Regions from separate parts of the Pan troglodytes genome. Here region 1 is linked to region 2. Evidence: chromatin contacts called from public Hi-C data. All regions are on one chromosome and are shown on one strand. The core of a region is the stretch at or near the end of the contact, and the rest is flanking DNA. Distances in the headings are between cores, read along the strand shown. Region 1 overlaps CUX1 (cut like homeobox 1). Region 2 holds the start of CUX1 (cut like homeobox 1).

Evidence for each region. A called contact is a pair of places that touch in the nucleus more often than the background predicts.
Region 1: a Hi-C map of stem cell-derived neural progenitor cells shows a contact between it and region 2, with 4 times the contacts expected there. The contact joins the enhancer-like site here to the promoter of CUX1 in region 2. A contact is called at or near these places in 1 of 7 Hi-C or Micro-C datasets (stem cell-derived neural progenitor cells) and 1 of 1 datasets of contacts at active chromatin or transcription factors (stem cell-derived excitatory neurons).

Annotation. Positions count from the first base shown.
Region 1 is chr6:111,662,014-111,669,121 of NHGRI_mPanTro3-v2.0_pri, reverse strand. CUX1 (cut like homeobox 1) reads right to left here. Exons shown (of 23, transcript XM_054656169.2): 8 at 6,015-6,081. Among named protein-coding and RNA genes, the nearest start is that of SH2B2, 170 kb to the left of the region's middle. Within about 2 kb of position 1,866, at least 10 of the 24 cell types and tissues checked have an H3K27ac peak or open chromatin away from gene starts, as enhancers often do. A contact at or near this core is called in stem cell-derived neural progenitor cells, where this site is marked.
Region 2 is chr6:111,361,175-111,368,522 of NHGRI_mPanTro3-v2.0_pri, reverse strand. CUX1 (cut like homeobox 1) reads right to left here and starts at 4,331. Exons shown (of 23, transcript XM_054656169.2): 1 at 4,191-4,331. The coding sequence starts at 4,253.

The DNA.
Region 1 (7,108 bases), core at 617-3,116, 300 kb before region 2:
CTGAGGCAGAAGAATCACTTGAACCCGGGAGGTGGAGGTTGCAGTGAGCCATGATCGCACCACTGCACTCCAGCCTGAATAACTAAGAGAGACCCTGTCTCAAAAAAATAAAAAATAAAATAAAGTATCCATCCCACCCACATTTGCCATGCAGACTTGTGTCTTGAACTGCTGGTATCCTCCTCCCCTCCTTTTAAAAATTATTATTATTATTATTTTTAGAGATGGGCTCTCGTTTTGTCACCCAGGCTGGAGTACAGTGATGCAATCATAGCTTACTACACGCTGGAACTTCCAGGCTCAAGCGAACCTTCCAACTCAGCCTCCCAAGTAAATGGAACTAAAGGCACAACACCATGCCCAGCTAAATTTTGTATTTTTTGGTAGAGGTGGGGTCTCACTATGTTGCCCAGGCTGGTCTCGAACTCTTGGGCTCAAGTGATCCTCCCACCTCAGTCTCCCAGAGTGCTGGGATGACAGGCGTGAGCCACCATGCCCAGCCTCCTCCCCTTTTCAAATTCTGTCTTATGTCCTCCTTTGGGATCTGGAGTTCTCTATCCCTCCAAAGAAGCGTAGAGGTTCCCCAATGCTGAGTTAGCTACGGGAAAGTTTTCTGCTGTTTCAGAGCACGTTGTATTTTGTGATAAAGTACTGGTTATATACATGTTATAAAGAAAATACTCTAAAATTAACCTAAGTGAAGTTCCTCGTAAATGTCTCTTTTGTAACCATACTATGTAAGTATGTGTATACACAATGTCGTTCTTTGAAAAAAGCATATAGGCTAGGAATACAACATGAGTAACCTTAAGAAATACGAATTTTACTGGCAGGAAAGGTTTGGGAGATGCAAATTCTCCTAAGACTAACATTAGCTATAAAAAATGTAGTATTTCAGTGTGATTCAATATTTTCTTTCATCGAGGCTCAGTGCCTCGGCCCACGAGTGGGGAGGAATGCAAGAAGCTGACTGTGTGTATTGCAGCTGGAACTCCTTTTCCAATCCAGATTCTTGGGGACAGGGCATAGGATCGTGGACTTCAGCAAAAATGGGAATTCCTGCATTTTTGCCCAGAACACTAGCCGCTTGGCTGGGAGGGCGACATTCCTGCTGGAGGGTGCAGTAGCAACCCAAACCCAAGATCAAGTAAGTGAACAGCTGCAGGAGACGGATGCAGGAACTTGGGGCAGTGAGGGATGCCCAGGCCTCTCTCTGGGCTGCCTACTGCTGCGTGATTCCAGGGATCTGCCACCTCCACAGCCATCCATCCCAAGGAATTGTTTAGATGTTAAAATCCACAGCACGTTCCTTTGCTAGAGTCTCCAAGGTTAAGGCTATTAGGGTGGTAAATCTCCATTTGCTAAGAGAAGCGGGAAGATCCGTACACAGGGTGACCATCTGAGAAGGAGCTATGTTTTTAACTAAAGAAAAAAGAATGTCAGGCGTAGTGGCTCATGCCTGTAGTCCCAGCACTTTGAGAGGCTAAGACGGGAGGATCACCTGAGGCCAGGAGTTTGAGACCACTCTGGGCAACACAGTGAGACCCTGACTCTAAAAAAATTTCAAAAAAGAAAAAAAGGGCAGAAATAATTCATTTATTTAACCCAGAAATGGTTATAATCGGAAACCTTGCAATCCTTTTACACAACAACTGTTTTGGCAAAGCCCCCATGTTCCAACAAATATTAAACTGTGCTTGCCATTTGTCTAAGGAATCTTGCATTAATAAACATGAAGAAGAACACTTTTACCTCCCACTCTCAACGACAGGACAAAACAAAGACCAGCTGTATTCATCAATGGGCCCTTGTTCTGCACATAAAGGCTAATTACATTTTGCTTCAAGCCTACACATGGAAAACTTTACTGCCGTTGTCTCTGCCACAGTCAGCCCGTGCTGTCCCAGCTGACGCATGGCGATGACTGCTCACGATAAACCGGGGTCTCGGAGCAGCCTCAGTGCCACAGACCTGCGGGCTTCTCTCCAAAACAGGGGAGAGGGATGGGTACCCTGTGACACCTCCCCACGACAGACAGACAATGTGAGCCCAGTCCGTCGTGGTGATGCGGTGAAAGTCAATTTCCTCCAAGGCCGTTAATTTCAGAAACGCATACCACGCCCTGCTCTGAGCTTGCTGGGAATAGCTTCTATCTCTCGACAGCTTAGCCTCAGACTCTCACCATGCCAGGTGCTGTACACACACATCCCATTCCTGCCTCTTCAAAACCACCTAGCATGCCGGGTGCAGTGGCTCACGCCTGTAATCCCAGCACTTTGGGAGGCTGAGGTGGGCGAATCACGAGGTCAGGAGATCAAGACCATCCTGGCTAACATGGTGAAACCCCGTCTCTACTAAAAATACAAAAATTAGCTGGATGTGGTGGCGCACGCCTGTAAACCCAGTTACTTGGTAGGCTGAGGCAGGAGAATCGCTTGAACCCAGGAGGTGGAGGTTGTAGTGAGCCAAGATCGTGCCACTGCACTCCAGCCTAGACGACAGAGCAAGATTCCATCTCAAAACAAAACAACAACAACAACAACAACAACAAAAACCACCCAGTGACTTGACTTCCGGTATGCCCATTGTACAGGTCAGAAAGGGAGGTGGACAGCTCATAGCTCATTCAGGGTCACGCAGAGAGCTGGTAGTGGACCCTAGTGAATCACTCCCAAGTCAGTCTTTCTCCAAAACCCATCTTCCTTCATGCCTCTCCAATTCCCGTCAACAAATATTTAAGAATCCCTTTTTTTTTTTTTTTTTTAGACAGGGTCTTGCTCTGTCACCCAGGTCACAGTGCAGTGGTATAATTAGGCTCACTGCAGCCTCGACCTCCTGGGCTCAAGCGATCCTCCCACTTCAGACTCATAAGTAGCCAGGACTACAGTTAGGAGCTACCATGCCAAGATAATTTTTGTATTTTTTGTAGAGACAGGCTTTTGCCATGTTGCCCAGGCTGGTCTTGAACTCCTGGGCTCAAGTGAGCCGCCCGCCTCAGGCTCCCAAAGTGCTGGGATTACAGGTGTGAGCCACCGCGCCTGGCCCTAAGAATCCCTCCTTCAGAAGAGGGAAAATAAATTGTTTTTGAAATGCTGTAAGACCATATGTGAAAAGATTTGCCCCAAGGGGCTTATATTCACAAACATGAATGAAAACGTGTCTGGTCTAATAAAATACATGTAGGTTGGACTTGAAGCAGATGGAATAGTGACAAATCTGTCCTGGAAAATAAAAGGGGAGGGAAAGGCAGTGGGGGAGGTCTCAGAATGAGCCCATGGCCTCCAAAGTTAAAAGAAAGTAGCCAAGATCCAATTTTCTCAGGCCATTCTCTGCATTTTTGGGGGATGACTTACTCTGGGAACTATTACATTACGTGGTTGGTCCTAGGCTGCCTTTGTCAGTGTCCAGACCGTTTCTGATGTGGGAAATGCTCCACCAGGCTGCCCCATCCTACCCCACAGGCAAATCGTTCGGAACCTCTGGCAGGTCCTCCCCAAGACAGGCTTCGCCAGGCTTGTATCTTCACAAACCTCTGCAAAACCTGACTTGACTCATCTTCCAATCCCGAATCCCATACCACCCTCTTTAGGAAGGCTTCCTCGACAATTCTTTCCCTGCGCTCCCCTGATGCCAGGGATGTACTATGCCCTTCCCCAGCTCCCCTGGCTGGTGGGAGGAGAAAGGGGATCAGTTAAGGGCTCCCTGGCGCTGCCCTGGGTCCCTCTTCCCTCCCCAAGGCCACGGCTCCCCTCGAGGGGGCCCTCACCTTCAGGCTCTAGCTACCTTTCCCCCCTGTGGCTCATTCAAACCCAGGCGTGGAAGCCCTGCCAGTACTATGAGCCTAGGAACTGCACCTCTGCAAATAGGCCCAATATTGACCTTTTTTTTTTTGCGATGGAGTCTGGCTCTGTAGCCCAGGCTCGGGTGCAGTGGTGCTATCTCGGCTCATTGCAATCTCTGCCTCCCGAGTTCAAGCGATTCTCCCGCCTCAGCCACCTCAGTAGCTGGGGTTACAGGCGCACGCCACCATGCCCAGCTGATTTTTATATTTTTAGTAGAGATGGGGTTTTGCCATGTTGGCCAGGCTGGTCTCGAACACCTGACCTCAGGTGATCCACCTGCCTTGGCCTCCCAAAGTGCTGGGATTACAGGCGTGAGTCACTGCACCCTGCCAAACTTTCTTCTGACTATCCCAATGGGAGTGCCCTGCCTGCCACCTGCAGGCTCCCTGTCTGACCTGCTGACCGTCAGCGCCCTGTCCCCTTGATTGCAGCACTGGGGCATGCTGGATTGCAATGGCCTGTCTCCCCATGGAGCCGTAACAGTCTCAGAATTTGCACAGGGCGAGGCACAGAGGAAGCCTCTGTGAATGTCTGTTGAATCAATGAATGAATCTATTATCTCTGAGCCATGCCTATCATCTAACCGAGTGAGTCTCTCTCCCTTCGTGCACACCACACCCCTCGGCCTGGCACCACTGGGGAGACAAGAATGTTTCTTACTTCAGAGGGCAGGTGGGGCACACCCCAAGAGAGCCACTGCCCTCTCAGCTACAGTCCTGAGACAGGGCTAATTTTTATGTGAAGGACAATCAGCCCCTGACATGTTTTTTAAAACTAAAACAATATTTTTAAAAATTTTTTAGGGGCAGGGTCTTGCTCTGTTGCCCAGGCTGGAGTGCACTGGTACGATCACAGATCACTGCAGCCTCAACTCCTGGGTTCACATGATCCTCCCACCTCAGGCTCCCAAGTAGCTGGGACTACAGGTGCACACTGCCATGCCCAGTGAAATATAGTAAGTTTTAAAAATCAGATTTACTGAGAAAAACAACTTACTTAGTGCAAGTAAGTAAGCTGCTTAATCAGGTCCAAGCAGTAATTGAGAGAAGAGAGTAGCTGATCTAGTGGTGATGTTTTAGTCTTTGTAAGTTTCATACTCATGATCAGAATCCATTCTGACCACCAGGCTAGGAAGCTGGGCTCTCGAGGTCTCAGGCTACTAAACGACCCAGAGCAAAGGGCCAAGAACCCCACACAGCATCCTGAAAGCAACAGACCCAGCAGCACCCTCAAAGCCCAAGGTCACGTGAGATGGGGCAGAGGGACAGTAAGTGCCAGCACCCCATACAGAGGTGGAGCCTGGTGGGACAGCGGCGCCATTCAGAAGTACCCATCTTCTTGCCGATGCCCACGGAGGCACTGTGTGAGCAGAGTGCGGGGACCTTTGTAACTGGAATAGGGAAACCCAAGAGACATGGCAGTAAGCACGCGTGTGTGTTTCCGCGGAAGATGGGAAGAGCCTTCCAGAACAGGAAAAAGTGGTTCAAACTCTAGTCTGGCATTGCTCCCCGGGAGTTTGGTAGAGGAGGCAATGGCTAGGAGCAATTTCTGCCATTTCTTCATCTTTTCATGATTTACGTCAATTATTATTTCTTCCTTGCTGGTGTTCTGCATGAAAGATGGGCGGGTAAAAAGTACACTTGTAGTGGACACCTCTAATTTCCTTTGGACAAGAGCTGGGTAGGAATTGGCCTTTTGTGACTCTGCCTGCCCGAATCTGTGTCTATCCGTATATCCACACCTAGCGTTGTTAGGTGTGACATGAACCCCTACGCCTGCGTGGGAATGTGCTTATTCTGGGGCAGGCCTTCCTAAAGGGCCCTGGGAGAAATGAAGAACTGTGGCCCAGGGAAAAAGACATGTGATTTACCCAGACTCAACTCCACACAAAAAATGTCCCATGTGTCACATCTTATATAAACTAACTCCCAAATTTTCATGGCAGAAGGCATAGCAGTGACCAGCCTTCACAATAAAGAAGGAAAGAAGTTTGTTGGAAGGATTACCCAGTGAGTGCTAGAACGTGCATTGAACCGACGCAAGTAACTCATGGGAAATACACTGTGTCCCTGCAGCAGCACAGAGGTCAAGAACCTTCTCGATCCTGCCCTACTCAAGCAAAATCAGGTGAGAAATGCGTATGGATAAGGGAGGCCAAGCAGAGAGACTTACTTTGCAGTAGTTTCTTCATCGTATTTGGTTTTCAGGTCAAATAATTCTGTTCGAGTTTTTTCCAGGGCTGAAAGGCAAAGAATTACTAACTATTTAAATGAAATTTTAAAAGAATGCATACACAGGTAATCTATTCCCATTTCAAAAGAGGCAAAGATTTCTGTGAAGAGCGAGGTGCGTGGAAAAATAAAGATTAAAAACACACAAAAGAGGCCAAGATGATGAAAATACAAAAAATGGAATAGGAAATCCCCCTTCATTTCTGCCTCATCTAATCCCAAGCACCTACAAAGACAGAACCAATGTTAATAGTTTCCTCCCTCCCTCCCTCCCTTCCTTTCTTCTTTCCCACTCTCCCTTCCTTCTTTCTTTCTTTCCCTTCCGTTTTTAAGAGACAAGTTTTCTCACTCTGCCACCCAGGCTGGAGTATAATGGCACAATCACAGCTTACTGCAACCTTTAACTCCTGGGCTCAAGCCATCCTCTTGCCTCAGCCTCCCAAGTAGCTGGGACTACAGGTGCAAGCCACTACGCTTGGCCAATATTTTAAAACACTGTTGTAGAGACAGGGTTTTGCTATGTCGCCCAGGCTGGTCTGGAACTCCTGGCCTGAAGTCATCCTCTCACCTTGGCCTCCCAAAGGGCTGGGATTACAGGTGTGGGCCACTGTACCTGGATGATTTCATGTTTTAAGGTGTATTTTATTATTTCTGGTTGGGCGAGGTGGCTCACACTTTGGGAGGCTGAGACGGGCAGATCACCTGAGGTCAGGAGTTTGAGACCAGCCTGGCCAACATGGCGAAACTCTGTCTCTACTAAAAATACAAAAACTAGCCAAGCATGGTGGCGCATAGCCTGTAATCCCGGCTACTTGGGAGGATAAGGCAGGAGAATCACTTGAACCCTGGAGATGCAGGTTGCAGTGAGCCGAGATCATGCCACTGCACTCCAGGCCTGGGTGACAGAGCGAGACTCATTTCAAAAAAGTGTAACAAAATAAAAGAAAGTGTATTTTACATTAAGAAAAAATTTTCCATACATAATTGCATGTATATATGTGTGTGTATATATCTTTTTTTATTTTCTACCCCCAT
Region 2 (7,348 bases), core at 3,082-5,581:
CCCTAACAAACGTGTCCTTCCTTCATTTCACTAAAAACAGACGTTCCTGGGGCATTACAGAGGAGCTGAAACAAATGTGGATTTTCTACTTCTAGTCTTGTTTTCTCTCCTAAGACACAGAAAGTGAGTACAGCCTCAGGAGTGGTTTTGATTGTTTACTGCTACAGGTAGACCCAGAAGGGAATCAGAGAGCACAAACTACTGTTCCTTCACAGCTCCCATATAAACCCTGGTGGGTTTGTCTTAATTGTACAAAAACAGGAGACTTTTTAAATAGCCATTAAAGGTTTTAGGCTCAGCACAGTTCACCAGACTGCATTTTTAAGGTTAGCTCAGTGGATTCAGGAGAGAATCATTCCTGAAGGTATTGGACTATTTGGCCCTTTCAGCTTTCTTAGGTTGGCTAACTACTGACAGAAGATACACGAAGCCGAGGATGTAGTCAAAGGGCTCTCTGTGGTCTCAACTGTACCAGGAGTTGTTGCATTAACTCACCACTTGCACCTTTAAGGAAAAAAAGAGTTTCACATAGGAAAAAACTTAAACCAACTGCCAATGACCCCTTCCCACATCCAACCTCAAAGACACCCATATTAAAAGAACCAAGAAAACAAAAGCAGGAGCAGCAGTGGTGTAATTTCTTGAACTGTTCTTTTATAAAGGGTACTAGATGGGACATTTTAATTAAAATAATATACTTATTATGGCAAACAGTACTGGACAGCCAGTAACATACACACTTCCACAAAAGGGAGAAAAAAGCCATCAGAAAATGGACTTTCAGCAAAACTGAAATTGTTTTTTGATTCTGAAAAAGAAGGCGACTTTTCAAGTTCACTTTTGCAGAGGCTGCTTAAAGGGGAAGGCTGGTCACCATGTGGGAATAATGTCCCAAAGGGAAGGCAGTCATTGGCGGGCCCCATCCCAAAGAGTTCAAAGCTCCACTAACATACAGAGTGCCATGAGCTTTGTCTTAGAAAGTGTCCTCCTTTCAAATATGTATTTAAAAGACAAATTTATACAACAGTGCTTTTCTTATTTAAAAAGAAAAGAAAACCTGGTTTTTACAAGTCTGAGATAGGATAAAAAACTTGTCCAACTAGTCTTAGCAATACCAAAGCACTGAAACTTCCATACCACAAGCCTTTGGGGCTAAAAAGGAAACGGAATAAAACACAATCTTCAGAAACTCTCTTCCTGAGCACACACTCCTGTGCCAAGGCAGCAGCTTCAAGACCCAGGAAGCCGAGGGACAAGAACCCAGTGAGCCAGGGTTGCAGAACTGCGGAACGGCCCAACCTCACCTGGACCTGCTGACGTCTCCAACCTGGATTTCTCTCTGCAAAGACCGATCAGCCTCTTTACCCCCAGGTGGCAACCCAATCTCAGTATAAAGAGGTCTGGAAAAATGAGAAAAATCTGGAACTAATGAATTCTCTCCCAAACTCGTTCTATTGACTCACTGACTATCGGTGGGAATTAACCAGACACCAACTCCAAAGGCCTCCTCACGGCCCAGAGAAAGAACCAGATTGGCCTGAGACTTGAACTTTGACATTCTGTATTCGACTGAAGTTTGCAAACCCATAGGAAATCATCTAAGGCCAAATCGTTAGCAACCACCAAAAGCAAAGGAGTAAAGAGGAATGACGTTCAAATAAGGGACTTTGTTTTGGGGTTTGGTTTTGATTTCTTCTTAATATCCACATAAAGTGCAAGTAAACTGACATGGAAACTTTCGATGGAACCCTGGAGCCCTGATCCCCTGAAGAAGTAGCTAATATGGGGGACAGGAAGGTTTAGAGTTCTTAAAATCTAGTAACTCTAGAAACCAAATCCATTTTCCAGGCAATTTTGCCAGGATGCTTTAAAAAAGACACTTCATTGATATTAAGCTAGGATGTCACATTTAGGAAGACAAGAGAGAAAAATAATAATAATAAGGTTTGTCCTTAAAACTCCACAACGGGTTTTACAGTAAGCACAGGAATTAAATTATGGTAAAAGGGAGCTATTTTTACTAAAACAGGGTAGACCAATTTATCAAAAATGCCATTCGGCTGTGTTCATTACATCCAGGAATCTAATTTACACAATAGACACTTTGGAGTAATCTATTTTAGTCAATAAATACTTAAACTCCTTTAAGTTTTAATCTTATCGGAAATACATATTTCGCATAGTCTTCTTCCTAGTTAAGCGAGAAATTTCAGGAAATTTCATAACGACTATGACTCGGCTTTATCGTTCTTAGTAGGCAAGAGCAGAAAACAAGCATATACAATTAAAGTTGTCAGATTCCATTTAAATATGTTTTAATCCAACCCGCTTCGTTTCATACAAGCCTGCATCTCGAGCTTTGCTCCCAAAGGTATTGCGGTAGGTCACTGTCACCAGTCCTCCAGGTTAGGAAAGTTCAGCCAAGTTTATCTTCACGCACACCTTAGCAGTTGGGAGCAGCTGCAGTTCCCCAGGGGCCCTGAGGAACCCTCCTATCCCCTCCCAGAGCACCAGGCCGCCCTAGAGCATTCTAAGCCGCGGGACCCGGGCACCCCCCGACATCCCCGGTTCCCTTCGCGCCTGCAATCTCGGGACTTCTGGCCCACACGCCGCTCACCTTCAACTTGGCTCCGGCTACGCACAACATCCACCTGGCAGAGTCCCGGGGCTGTCCGGGCGCCGCGGGCGCCGAGCTGGCACGTGCGGGGCGGACCCTAAGGGTGCGCCGCTCCTCCGGACGGGGGGTGGCAGGCAGGCACTCGCCCCTTGGGCACGGCGGCGGCTCGGGCGCGGGCCGGGGAGCCCCGGCACGGTCCCCCCGCGGCGCCGGGGACTCCGCGCGCGGACCACCGCCCGGCACGCCACGGTCCCAACGGGCCCCCGGGGCTCTGCTTTCGAGAACCCGGCCCAAGAAGGCATCTCCGAGCGCACCCGCCGCGCGCTCCATGGCGGGCCCTGCAGAGAGGGCAGAAGCCCCGAGGGGAGGCAAGGAAGGGATCGGGCGCCGCAGGTCACCGGAGGCCGCCGGAGCCCCCAGGCGCGCGGCGATCGCGGCTCGGACCGGCGGCGGGGAGGCAGCGTACACTGCCCGGGCACCCGGGGGAACAGCGTGGGGCCTGCGCTCGGGGAAAGTTGCAGCCTCCTCCTCCCGCGCCCGCACCCGGCGGTCCGGGACACCGGGACCCAGCGACACTGCGCGCGGGGCACCCCCGCGCCCCTCGCCAAGTTTCCCCAAAGAGCCCCCGCGGGGGTCCGCCACGGAGGAACAGGTCCGCGTCACCGACACAGGCACACAAAAGAGAGGGGCGGCCGCGAGGTGCGCGGGTGGCCCCGGGGCGCTCCCCGGGACGTAAACAAACCCGGGGGTCCGCGCCGGGAGCCACACGCGGGGTGCCGGAGCGGCGGCGCGGCCCGGGCCGGTGACAGCCGGAGGCGGCGGCCGGGGCCGGCCGGGGGTAGGGAGCGCGGGCGCCCGCCCGGCCACCCGCCCGCCTGGCCGGAGCCGGGCCGCGCCGCCGCCGCCGCCGGTGGCCGCTCTGACCCTCCCCCGAGCCGGCGGCACCACAGCGCCACCAGCCCCAGCTCCGCCGCGCCGGCGGCAGTGGCGGCGGCTCCTCCTGGAGAGGCAGGCGCTTCACCCCCCGCAGCAACTCCCCACAAACTTTCCCCGGGAATACGGCGGGCCGGGGGCGCGGGGCGAGCGGGCGGGCGGGCGCCACCGCCGGGCCGCGGCCCCCTCCCGGCGCCCGCCGCCGCCCGCCCCCCGCCGCCCGCTCCCCGCTCCCCGCTCGCGCGCGCGCCCCGCGGGCCGCCGGGGCCGCCCCCTCCCCGGTCCCGCGGCGGCAACGGCGGCGGCGGCGCTGGCGGCGGCGGCGGCGCGGGGCCCGGGGGGGCGCCCGGGGTGGGGGCAGACACCGGGGGCAGTGGTGGCGGCGGCGGCTCCCGGCGCCATCTTGGGCTGATCGATGAATTGAACAAAGAGGATCAATTTCCGATCAAGCGAGTGATCAATGGGGGCCGGGGAGCGGGAGGGACTCGGCCCCGACTCGGCCCCGCGGTGCCCGGCACCCCCCTCCTCCCCGCCGCCGCGGGCCCCCCGGCGGCTGGGCCAGCCCGGGGCCCCCGGCGGAGGCCGCGACCGCCCGCAGCCCCCACCCCCGGGCGCGAGGCCGAGCGCGGAGGAGCCTGACCTGCAGCTGCTGTAAATCAAAGCGCTTCCAATATTGAAACATCGATCCCACATTGGCCGCCATCTTGAGACATATTGAGACGGAGTGAGCGGCTGATAGAGAGGGGGCTGGAGTTCAGGAGCCGCCAGGAGGCAGCAGGCGGGCGGCGCCAAAACCCGGCCTGGAGCCGGCCGCCGCCGCCGCCACCGAGGACGCGGACTCCTCCTCACGGCGCCGCCGCAGCCATGGCGAGCCCGAGCCGGAGCCGGAGTCGCAGCCCCAGGGCGCGGCGGCCGCGGCCCGGCCTCGCGCGCGCGGCCCCGGCCCCTACTCCCCCAACCCCCCCACCGCCGCCCTCCCCCTCCCCTCCGCGGGCCGGCCGGCGACCCCCGCCCCTCGGGACAACCCCCCCCAAAGTCCGCGGTCGCGCCGGCCACAGACCCGGCCCCGAGGGGGCGCTGGAGGGCAGCGCCCGGGGTCCCCCGGCACCGCGCACCTGGGGAGGGCTGCGGGGGGGTCTCCCGCAGGGATCGCGATCACCCGCAGTGGCCGAGCGCAGCGCCTTCAAGACTCCGGTTGGGGGGAACGTCGGAGCGCCCCTGTAGTGGTTAGTGTACAGAGCGCGGAGACGCCGCTACCACCTGCCCGGGACCCCCCACACCCGACCCCTGCGTGGCCCAGACCCCCCGCAGCAGCGTGCGTGGGAGGCGCCCCGACGGTGGACGGCAACACTCTGATCCCTCTGCGCCCAGCGAGGACGGGGACACCGACACGACCAGAACAGCGTGGGATGTTTGGAGGAGTGGAGTTGAGGGGGAAACAGCCCTGACCCTCTCAGGGGGCCGCGCGCGTGGATGCCCCCCACCCGGACAGCGGCGGTGCCAGCGTCGCACCCGAACCCACCCCAACGGCGGTAGCGCTGGGGGTCCCGGCAGCCCCCATTCGCCCAAGCCGTTCCAGTTTAGGCCACGACAGGAAAAGTCTGGGAGCCCAGTTCTGTGTCCCCCCGCGCCGCTTCAGCGGAACAGCCCAAGAAACTTCCTGTGGTTCAGACACCTTGGTTTGTTGCAACTTTGGGCGCAGAAAGTTGGAAAGTGTGGGTGCACTCACTGAAAACGGAAAGCGCGGTCCCAAGTTTACAGAAATGCTAAAATGCAAACCAAAAAATAAATTCTCTTTTGATTTCTCTCCTCGCGGAAAGCTGGCGAAAGCACACGTTTTATGATCGTCATCTTTCATTGATTATACACACGTGTGACTTGGAGTTTCCAGTAGGAATACTGTTCTTTGACTCTCCCGTACTTCACTGAACGAGTAATTAGTTAAAACAAGTCCCCAAATTCCTTAATCTCAAAATGCATACGTAAATAAAATCTGTATAGGATACAAAATAAAACGCGCAAGTGGAAAACAATTGCTTTTCAAGTGAGTTCGAGGGTTGGCGCAGTGAATTCGGCATTTTTGGAAGAAGAGGCTGGAAATGAAAGTCCCAAGATTTAGAGAACACGCGTGTCCCCAGGTCTTGCGCTGCTGGCCAGGGGCCTCAGTTTCCCCAAGGGGAGGCCCCTGATGTCGGGAACGGGGTTCACTGCCTCCCCAACGCAACCTTGACTCGCCGGTGGGTGGGAGCGCGCTGGCGTCGGGGGGCACGTTGCGAGCCTCCATCCTAGATGCGGTGACGCCGCGCAGAGCAGGGCACTGTGGATCTCGGGTGGCCAAGGGCTGCCTCCGTGTGGGGCGCCCCGGCCCGCGCGCTCAGTCGGCCGGCCGCCGCGCTGTAGCTCCGACCGCGCCGCCCGGTAGAGGGCAGCGGCGCCCCGACACTCGGGTCCTCGGGTCCCCGCGCACGTGCCCACCGGCGCGCCCAGGCCCCCGCGCCTGGCCACGCCCTGTCCTGGAGTCAGGCTTCTGGCGGGAAGCGGCATTGCCACCGAGGGACACTCCTGTCCCGGGGAAATGCGACTTCTAAGGATGCCTGCACACTCGGGGAGGCGGCGGGGGTAGGGGGGGTGCTTCCGCCTTCCCCTCGCATGTCTATTTCTGCGGTGGCAGGCAGGCGAGACCTAGGAATTGCGCTAAAGGTGGCTAGACAAATAAAATATGCAGGGGCTTAAAAAAAAAAAAAAAGAAATCCCTCCCATGGGGAAGGCTCAAGGAAGGATCAGGGAAATGGTTTGGATTTGATGCAGATGTTCTCAATCTAATTATCGTGTAGATCCCCTGGGTTTAAATCAAAAAAGTGAAATATATATGACCTGTGTAATACTCCCGAAATACATCTGGTTGGAATTCAGTATTCTGAATCCATGGCAATATTTTAGAAATAAATCTGATGACTATTAAATACCGTTGTTACATTTCTGGTTATATTTATATTATTTACATGCTAACCTGACTTAGTACAGACACACTATATTGGATGGCCCAGAGGTTACCTCTATTTAAATACAGTTGAGTTCTCCCACCAAAGTTTTGGGTTACATAAACCTTGTTGCTCTCTGCAGGGGGTGGTGGGAAGGGAGGAGTTTAGAATAACTTTCACCAGCACCATAAAACGTTACTTTGTAAAAAGAAATTCATTCAAAATAAACCACTGATCAAAAGTTATCTGCGTTGAGTGAAACAGCAGAGACCTAAAAAAAACTTTTTAAAGTGCACTTAATTTTCTTGAGCAAGTATAGACACAGAATAAAAGCAAATTGTATTTATTTCCAAAGACTATTTTGTTTCTTTTGTATTGTTTGAGATTGATTTTTAGCCCCACCATTGTAAAAACCCAGGAGTACCCACTGGCAGAGTGGATCTACAAAGATGTGCGCTGCATAAAATATTTACAAAATATTTTATAGGTTTTAGGACCTAGATTTCCACTGGCACCTACAAAGATAATACAGTAATGGCTATGACCTCCCAGAGCACGGTGTGAGAGGCAGGTAAGTTCTCAAGATAAATGACCCAGTACCAAGAAATACCTAGGGCACCTGGACACATAATTAATATTACTTAGAATGAAAAACAAGGAAAAAAAAAAAAAAACAATCCACAGGCATTTGGTCACTTTTCGACACTCAGGCTCTCCCTTTAGGGGATGAAATCTCGCAGTTTCCAAGTATATGACCAATTTGCCACCCAAGCTTTCAAAATCAAGCCCCCAGTCATCAGATGGAGGAACTGACCAA